Linked DNA regions of Macaca mulatta: region 2 is linked to region 1. A link is a contact called in public Hi-C data. All regions are on one chromosome and are shown on one strand. The core of a region is the stretch at or near the end of the contact, and the rest is flanking DNA. Distances in the headings are between cores, read along the strand shown. Region 1 has its middle 170 kb from the start of NDN. Region 2 holds the start of MAGEL2 (MAGE family member L2).

Evidence for each region. Hi-C and Micro-C count contacts between places; a contact is called where the count stands out from the background.
Region 2: a Hi-C map of fetal cortex germinal zone shows a contact between it and region 1, with 3 times the contacts expected there. The contact joins the promoter of MAGEL2 here to the enhancer-like site in region 1. A contact is called at or near these places in 4 of 14 Hi-C or Micro-C datasets (cortical neurons, fetal cortex germinal zone, fetal cortical plate and 1 more).

What each region holds. Positions count from the first base shown.
Region 1 is chr7:6,090,647-6,095,445 of T2T-MMU8v2.0, reverse strand. No RefSeq gene overlaps it. Among named protein-coding and RNA genes, the nearest start is that of NDN, 170 kb to the left of the region's middle. Within about 2 kb of position 2,040, at least 7 of the 40 cell types and tissues checked have an H3K27ac peak or open chromatin away from gene starts, as enhancers often do. A contact at or near this core is called in fetal cortex germinal zone and fetal cortical plate, where this site is marked.
Region 2 is chr7:6,301,477-6,306,275 of T2T-MMU8v2.0, reverse strand. It overlaps MAGEL2 (MAGE family member L2), which reads right to left and starts at 2,170. Exons shown (of 1, transcript XM_015141687.3): 1 at 1-2,170. The coding sequence starts at 2,045.

The DNA.
Region 1 (4,799 bases), core at 791-3,290:
CCCTGAGACCTAAGTATTCACTTACATATTTAAAAATATTTCTCAAATACCCCCTACATAGGAAGCACTGTCCCAGGAGCTTGGATATATTAGTGTGCAAAATAAAGCGACCTGATTTCATGGAGTTTACAATCAGAATTTATATTACTATGCATTTATATTTTATGTATATTATATCGTAGGTAAGAAGGCAATGAGAGTGGTGAACAAAGTGCATGAAGGTAAGATGACTACAGAGCACTTGATGCCTCAGGTTTCTACAGTAAATAGGGTGACCAAAACAGGATTCAGCTGAATTGAGTTGTGAGCAAAAACTTGAAGGAAATGAAAGAGTTAATCAACAGATGCAGAGTGGAGTGTCCTAGGGAGGGCAAAAGCCCTACAAGAGAGCTCATTTTTCAAGGGGACTGCAAGGAGGCCAGCATGGCCGGAGTCATTCTTAGTGCTCAGGGCATGCTGAGGAATCTGGCTTCCGCTCTGAGCCGAATACATGGCCATTGCAGGGTGTGAACAGAGAGGTTGTGCATGGTCTCATTCTCATTCAGCTGTATGAATGATACAGCTAGAGGGAGGGGCAGGGGTGGAAGCAGGTAGGCATTTTCTGAAGCTCCAGGGAGAGATGATGAGGCTCCGATCAGGTTTCACCTGCGTCAGATTCCGTCTTCCTGCCATTCAGTCTGATGAAACTGTGTGGTTATGCGTTCCTGATAGAGGTGTGAAGAAGCAATCTAGGGAAGCTCTCCCTACAGTCTGAGAGAAACCCTATACCTTAAGAAGTATTGAACTGGCGTGAGAAATAGGAGCTTTGCTGTGTTATCCCAGATCTGTGCTTTCCAGAGAAGTCTTGTTTAGCTGGGTCTCTGAGAAAGGATGATGAAGGTGTGGTTTATAACGTGGCCAGTTTGAAACCAGACTGTTTAAACAGGAGCTGATTAGGGAAATGTGGTTCTTAGCCTGAGAAGAGTTAGGGAACACCAGGGTAAGGATTTAGCGAGGACACGGAAGTGGGGAGGGGACCAGCAGGGACACTCGTGCTTTCTGCCTCTCCTTTTCTTGCTCCAAAACTCTGCTTTCGAATTGAGTCTTCCCCCTTCAATAGGACTCCTTTCAAAAGTAACTAGGCCCTCCGCCTGTGCTTCTGTCTTGACTTCTTTTATCTGTGAGAAGTTAAAATCCAGAATAATCTCAGTGCTCAGTGGCTGTAGGCGTGTAAATTTTAAGAACTGGTAACAGTGACCGGGTGGGCCTATAATCCCAGCTCTTTGGGAGGCTGAGGCAAAAGGATGGCTTGAGGCCAGGAGTTCAAGAACAGCCTGAGCAAAATAGTGAGGGCCTCTTCTTCACACAAACAAAAATAATTAGCTGAGTGCAGTTCAGCTGCCTGTAGTCCCAGCTACTCAGGAGGATGAGGTGGGAGGATGGCTCAAATCTGGGAGTTTGATGCTGCAGGGAGGGAGCTGTGATCCCATTACTGCACTCCAGCCTGGGTGACACAGCAACCTTGTCTCTAAGGTTAAAGAAAAAGAAACACGGGTAACCCATGACTTAGGAAACAGAAAAGGCAAAGCCAGTTGCAGGCCCCTAAGATGACATCTCTAGTAGGAAGAATAAGGAGCTTTGAAGAATTCAGAGTGAAAAGAGAATCACAACCCAAGAAAGCCCTGATTCAAGAAATCTGAGCCGATCTGACCTCGGCCTACTATCAGCACACTTTCCTGTTCTAAGATCTGTCCATCTGAGGATGGGGACAGGTGCTTAGGTGATGTCGCAGCAACACAGAACGTTCAAGCCACATTTGCATAGGGAAACTGGTCGCACAGGGCCACCATTTTGCAGGCCTTCATCCACCAGGCCTCAGCTAGTGTCAATCACCTGGAAGGAGAGGTGGGAGGAAATGGGTGGAGATCGGCTAATAGCACAGAGGCAGGGGGGCCTTCTGGCGCATGCGCAGTCTCTCCACCGCACTGCAGGGGTCGGCTTCAGGAGGGAAGGGGTTTCTGGGCGCATGCGCACTCTTGATACACTGCAGGGGCTAGCTTTGCTCGAGGAGGGGGCTTCCTGGCGCCTGCGCACTATTCTTACAGCATTGCAGAGTCCACTTTGCGGCTGCGCTAGTTTGGCAACTTCCAGAAAGCTCCAGGGCTGGGAGGGGGGATCAGGAGGGGGTATTGGCCTGTCATTCTCTCCTCCAGCTCCTCCCTCCCCTGGAGCTCTCAAGCCACAAGTGTTCTTTTTCTGATTTGTTACTGCGCCTGTAGGGAGCAACCAAACCACACAGGCATTGCCCAGTTCTGTTCTTTGACAACATCTAATTGGGAAGTTTGTTAGGACTTGGAAGTACGCTGTGCGGGTCACCAAAGTAGCATTAGAGTCAAATAACAGACCCTAATTTTGGAAAGAGAGCAGCTGCATGAAGGCAATGTGGGCAGATTGACAGGCTGGAGGTGAGCCCTCCTAGGGAAGCCTCACCACTGCGTCTGAGCCCTGCGCCCACCGCCTTCTCTTCCCCGGGGTCTCCATCCTTAGTGGCCAGGGCTGATTGAACTTTAGAAACCAGGTGCCTAGTCCACTCCTGCCCTGTCAGTCAGAAATTCAAGGGGTGGACCCGCCGATGTCTAACAAGCCCTGCGAGTGATTTTGATGCCTACACTGAGCTAGACACTGGGGCGGGGTGCTGACACGAGGGCAGGAGAGCTTGTGGTGGAAGCAGCCCAAAGAAAACTAGAAAGTTTTCATTTCCAGGATCTCCCTCTGAAGAGTCTCCCCTCCCAGCCTGGCTGAACTCCTGCGCTTTCTGAGAGGCAGCAGTGGCAGGAGAGGGACAGTTGCCTGTGTGAAGCCTGTGTGCTAGTGCCGTGTTATGAAGTCTCTCTTCTATGTCCATCACGGCTGTATCAAAAGTGAGGATTCTGAGGGAGATTAGGAAGAGGCGATGCATTTTTGAAGGCCTCTGACTAACTGCTCATTCTGTTCTGCTCTTTCCTCCGTGCTCTAACTGTGGCATTTTGCCTTATTATCACGTCTTTTCCCTCATCTAAGATGTGGGTTCCGAAAACAGAAACTGGGAAGACTCAAGGACATTACAGATGTAACCTTACTGAACCTTAATGTCCTTACTGGACATTACAGATGTAACCTTACTGAAGTCCCGAGTAATTTAATGAGCAGAGATGTGACTGTGTCCTTGAATGGGGGAAATGAAGAGAAAGACACGAGGTGGAACCAAATAAAGTCATATCCCCAAGTATGTTCCTGCTACACCATTTGGTAGGTTTTTACAGTCACCTGGGCAAGAGATGATAGTTGCTTGAATTACTTTAGGGATGAAAAGCACATAGATTTGTTATTCTTTTCAAGGTAGATAGAATTTGAAATAGGAGAGTAGGTGGAGGGAGTGGGTTATTCAGAAGTATGGAGAATAAGCTAGGTGTTGGACCTAAGATGCTTATTCTAAAGGCAATGCCATTTATTGAGATGCAGAATGGAGGAGTGGGAGTAGCTTTCAAGAGGGAAGAATCGGAGTTCCATTTCTGACTTTTGATGCATGAAAGAAATCTGTAAAAATTCAAGTGGGTTTCAAGTTAGCTGTAAGATTTGTACGTGCGAAGCGTAGAAGTGTGTACTAGAGATAAAAAACATGGGAGTCAGTCACATGCCTGAATATTTAAAGCCATGATGTATGTGTTAGTTTTCCCCATCCCCAAACTTAGTGGCTTAAAGTATTAATAATTTATTATTTAAATTCTCTGTGCTTACTTGAGATTGTACATGAGAAATAGTTTTATTCCCCCCCCCCAGCACATTCTGGTTCCTCTGTGTTGCCTCTATATTTTGCCTGTGTCCTGAGCAACTATTTCTTTAGCTCATCATTTCTTGTTGTTTTAGCTTATGATTAACTAAAGTCAATTGATGCTTGAAACATTGTACCTGAAAATAATCTTGCCAAGGTCCACAAAATCATAGGGAGATCCTTCAACTGGTGATAGTTTTACCAATTTTCCATTTTCCAGCCCACAGGAGGTTTGCTCACCTTTTCCCAGTTTTTCCTGGCAGATTCCCACTGTGCTTTCCCTTTATACCAGCTGCTGCATCTCAGAGCCAGTGCCACGAGCGTTTATATATATATATATATTTTGTTTGTTTGTTTGTTTGTTTACAGTGGTGCCCCACTTCTAGGTATCCATGTATTTGTCACATAGCTGTGTGGTGCATATCAATTTATCTCCCCAAATCAGTGATTTAAAACAACAGTTACATTTCTAATGATCCCGCGGGTCGTCTTAGTGGTTCTTCTGATCTGGGCCATCTCATCTGGCCCTGGATTGTCTAGAATGGCCTCACATCTGTGAACCCTGGCTTGGTGGCAGCTTAGGCAATAGGGATGATTTGGCATTATGTCTGTTATCCTTAAGCAGGCTTGCCCAGTCTGCTTCATATAACTTCAGAGTTCAAAAGTAGCAGGAGAAGGCAAGCCCAAACGTGTAAGTATTTTTTTTTTCTACATCTATGGATGGGTCACATTTGCTATTGCTCCTAAGCAATGAACTGACCAAAGCAATGAACGTGGCCAGGCCCAGAGTCAGTGTGGGAGAGAACAACCCAGTGGACTGGATACAAGGAGTGGAATTATTGCTGCCACATTTGCATGCATGGAAATGGATTCGTGTAGGGGTATTAACATACTGAGTGTTCCAACATTTTAGAATTATGAACAGAGGAGGAAGAATCAATAAACAAAACTGAGTTAGACAAGTCAGAGAGTTCAGTGAATAACATGGAAAATGGAGCCTCAGAAACAG
Region 2 (4,799 bases), core at 921-3,420, 210 kb before region 1:
GGCGGCTGGGGGGGTAGCTGGATTTGCACAGCTTTTTGGCAGGGCGGGGCTCCCTGAAAGGGCTGCTCCAGCTGAACCATGGGGGGAGCCTGCCTCTGGGCCTCCTGGGCAGGCAAGGGCTGCCAGAAGTGGGTGGGGGCCTTCTGGGCCTGCCAGGCCAGAGCCTGTGTCTGCTGCACCTCCTGGAACTCCATTGACGTTGGTATCTCATGTGGCACTGGGGGCTGACCTTTGGGGGCCTGCCAGATGATGGATGGGCAGTGCACAGCCTGCGGGGCAGACAGTGGGGCAGACAGCGGGGCCGGCAGCACAGGCTGGGGCACCTGCGGGCCAGCGAGCGGCGCCGCGGGTACCTGCGTAGCAGGTGGGGCCGTAGGCACCTGCGGCGCCGCCTGCACCTGCGGGGCCGGCAGCCTAGCCTGCGGGGCCTGCCGCAGTGGAGGTGGGGGTGGCAGGGCCTGCCAGAGAGGTGGCTGGGTGGCCAGGACCTGTGGGGCAGGTCGGATGGGCGGCGGCGCCTGGCGGATCAGCGGCGGGGCCTGGCGGATCACAGGTGGGGCCTGGCGGAGCACAGGTGGAGCCTGGCGGATCACAGGTGGGGCCTGGCGGAGCACAGGTGGGGCCTGGCGGAGCACAGGTGGGGCCTGGCGGATGACCGGTGGGGCCTGACGGATCACCGGTGGCGCCTGGCGGATCACCGGTGGAGCCTGGCGGATCACCGGTGGGGCCTGGCGGATCACCGGTGGGGCCTGGCGCACTGGTGGTGGGCCAGGGCGGATGGGTGGTGGGCCAGGGCGGATGGGCGGGGGCCCCTGGCGCACAGGCGGCGGCACCTGCCAGGCAATGGCTGGTGCCTGCCAGGTGACCTGCGTGGTCTGCCAGGTCAAGGGAGTGGCCTGCCAGCCTTGCGGCGTGGCCTGCCATCCTGGCGAGGTCGCCTGCCAGCCCGGGGGTGTGGCCAGCTGCGCTGGGGGTGCCTGCGGGCCCTGGGGAACCTGCGGAGGAGCCCTTATAACTTGAGACTGGATTTGCAGGATCACAGGCTGAGCCTGCGGGGCCCAAGAAGCCATCGGCTGTGCAGGTGGGGCCATCGGCTGTGCAGGTGGGGCCGCTGGCTGTGCCATCGGTGCTCCTGAAGCTGGAGGCTGGGTCATTGGAGCTCTCGCACCTGGAGGATGAATCATCAGGACTCCTGGACCTGGAGGCTTGGCCATCGGTGCTCCTGAAGGCGGAGGCTGGGTCATCACGGCTGCAGGAGGCGGCTGGACCATCGGGGCTCCCGGAGCAGCAGGCTGGACCATCAGGACTCCCGGAGTCAGAGGCTGGGCCATCAGGACTCCCGGAGCTGGAGGCTGGGCCATCGGTGTCCCCGGAGGGGGAGGCTGGGCCATCGGTGTCCCCGGAGGGGGAGGATGAGCCATCGGTGTCCCCGGAGGGGGAGGATGAACCATCGGGGTCCCAGGAGGAGGAGGATGAACCATCGGGGTCCCAGGAGGAGGAGGATGGGCCATCGGGGTCCCAGGAGGAGCAGGATGGGCCATCGGGGTCCCCGGAGGGGGAGGATGGGCCATCGGGGTCCCCGGAGGGGGAGGGTGGGACATTGGGGTCCCCGGAGGAGGAGGATGGGCCATGGGAGCTCCGGGAGCTGAAGGATGCACCATCAGGACTCCCGGGGTCGGAGGCTGGGCCATCGGGGCTCCCGGAGGCGGAGGATGCACCATCAGGACCCCGGGAGTTGGAGGCTTACCCATCGGTCCCCCCAGCGGGGGAGCCGGGACTATCGGGCCCCCCAGGGCAGGAGGCTGGGTCATCGGAACCACCGGGGCGGGCAGCTGGCCCTGTGGGGCCTCCCAGGCAGGCTGAGGTGCCTGCCAAGCGGCCAATGAAGCCTGCAAGTCAATTGGAGGTGGATCCCAAGGGACTGGCGGAGCCCGGGAGGAAGCGGGCGGGGCCCGCATCAGAACCGTAGGGCGGCTATAGACAGGCGGCTTCGGGGCCTCCGCTGGAGGACTCGAGTCACCCAGATTCTTACTTAGCTGCGACATGTCCCTTTGCTGACAGCTGGTGGGTCTTTTCCTCGGACAGCTGCTGGGCCTTTTCCTCCAGAGAGAAGAGAATGCCTACGTGGCTGTTCGGAGGCTCCCTCCCTGCTGAATGCTGAATAGGAAGTGAGTGCTGCTCGCTCCGCAGCTTTCCGCAGTAAGGAGGAGGGGGGAAGGGGGCTCAAGCCCGCCCCTTCCCCGCCCCCGACCACCACAAGTGGATATTGCATAGGGGCGTCTACCGGAGTCCTGGCTGACACAAGATCCCTTCTCACTCTGTCCAGTCCCCAAATGCAGACCAGTCAGACTCCACATGGATGAGTTTTCACAGGGGAGTGACAGGAACCGATCCATGTTTTAGAAAAATCACGGTACTGCAGTGTGGAGTGGGAGCAGACCACTGGAAACATGGAAGGTATCCAAGACCGGGGGGAGATGGTGTGGTCTGGGCTAAGATGTGAGGCGGAGAATGAGAAAAGTGCATTTACATAAGAGAGTTTCAGGAGTTATAGCAGACAGATACCTGTATTATAACCGAATAAAGGAGTCAGAGACACGGAAAAGGCACACAAGTCCCTGTCTGGAGAAAGTGGAAAGTTGCAGGACGGTTCCTCTCTTAGGGTCCCAGGAGAGGCACACGGGAAGAGAGGCTGATGAGTATTGGCAGACACAGGGCATTTGCGGTGCTGTGGGACTGCCAAGGAGAGAGCCCTGTAGGCACTCCTGTATAATGTCTTGGGAGTCCTGCTTGGCTATTCCTCATAAAAATAGAGTTGTGGGAGGGAATGTGGTTGCACTAGATCTTGAAGAACACAGGCATGTTAGAGACACATGGAGAAAAGGGATAGCAGCAAGTAGGGAGAGAGAGGAAAAGAAGTCACGGAACTGAGACATGCCACAAATCAGCGGAAGACAGAGTTTTTCGTATGGGGAAAACTGCCTGTGGAATGGCTCGGATGCGGGAACAGAGTAGGTTTCTCAGTGTTTTTCAGTTGCAGAACAGGAAAGAAATTTTTAAAATGAAAACCAAATAATGCACCTGAAGATAACAAAATGGGTATATAAATAGATCAAAAATGGATACATTTGGACATATAGGAAAAACAGGCAAACAATAACAAAATTTCTGGGGAAACTACTTGTGACAAAAATCAGTTTAAGTATGAGACAAATCAAGTATTAACAGATAAAGCAGGCGACAATAGTATTATTGGACAATGCTATACAACTTTATGGTGAGAGGAAGTGATAATCTCAGTAGTTGAAAAGTTTTCTGGAAATATACAAACTACTAAATATCAGGGATATTTCGTTTAAATAGGCTGTTGGCAGCCTAGGGCAGGAGTCCAGAGTGACAAAATGTGCCACCAGGGGGCAGATGAGGATGATGAAGGGTACACCCCACTCCTCCCCAGGTACCCTTAGCCAGGGGTCCTCAAATTTGGTAATTTATGGATCCAAGGGAAGGTATGTACACACTCCTAATGTTATTATTGCCTTAAATAATAATAGAAGAATTTGGGGGTGAAGTTTCAGTGATTTTCTGGACATTTAAGGGATGCTGTTATTCCCAGGAAACTCTTTGCAAAACAGTCAGATTTTTAAGGGTGTTCGATGATACAGTAGCCCCCCAACTTATCTGTAGTGGATACATTGCAAAACTCTTGAAGCCCGAACCTGGAGACAGCACCAAACCTTATATATACCATCTATCCCTTTCATTCTCCTTCTTCACAATTTCACGGATAGTTTTGTTTCTGCCGTATAGCTTAGCAATCTCAGCATGCGAGTTTTTTCTTTCCTTATTAAGTCAAGAACTTTCACCTTTTTCCTTCAAGGAAGCACTTCATAGCTTCTGTTTGGCATACCTAAATTGCCAGGATCACTACTCTTGCATTTTGGGGCCATTATTAAGTGAAACAAGGGTTCCTTGAACACAAACACTGGAAAACCGATGGTGGATTTGATATCTGAAGCAGCTACGAAGTGGTTAATGAGTGGGTGGTGAATACGGTAGCACTCCTGTGCCTGCAGTTTCACATTGTGTGGATTCAGTTACCTGTAATCAACTGCAGTCTGAAAAATTAAATGGAAATTTCCAGAAATAAACAATTTATAAGCTTTAGATTGCATGCCATTCTGAGTAGTATTATGAAATTGTTCTCTTTTGTCCTGCCTGGGGCATGAATTATCTCTTTGTCTAGTGTATCCATGCTGTATACACTGTCTGCCTGTTATTCACTTAGTAGCTGTCTCGGCTGTCAGATGAAAACATCATAGTACATATAGGATTCAGTACTATTTCCAGTTTCAGGCCTCCACAGGGGGGCTCAGAATATATCCCCCAAGGATAAGGGTGGACTATTGGACATCGCTCCTGTGTACCCCGAGAGAAGGCCGTCTACCATAGCACACAAAAATCTTCTGCAGAATGGATACTACCATGTTTCATGGTTTTCCTTTCTCCCTTGAGTTAATGGCCCAGATCCACATAGGATTTCTCAGTTTCATGGGGGTTTGGAAACACTGTAGAGGGACCAACTCTAAATACCTAACGCTCACAATCTGCTATTCGCAACTCTTCTACATGGCCGTTACTGGCTGGGAATGGCTTTGGAAAAGTCAGTTTATTTTTTAGCCTAGGGCATTTCTATCCTCACTAAAGCACACATTTTTTCCACTCTAATTCAAATGTATAAACTACGCAGAGATTAAGTTCTCCCACTAACCGTTTCTTTTCCCGAATTATGACAGGTG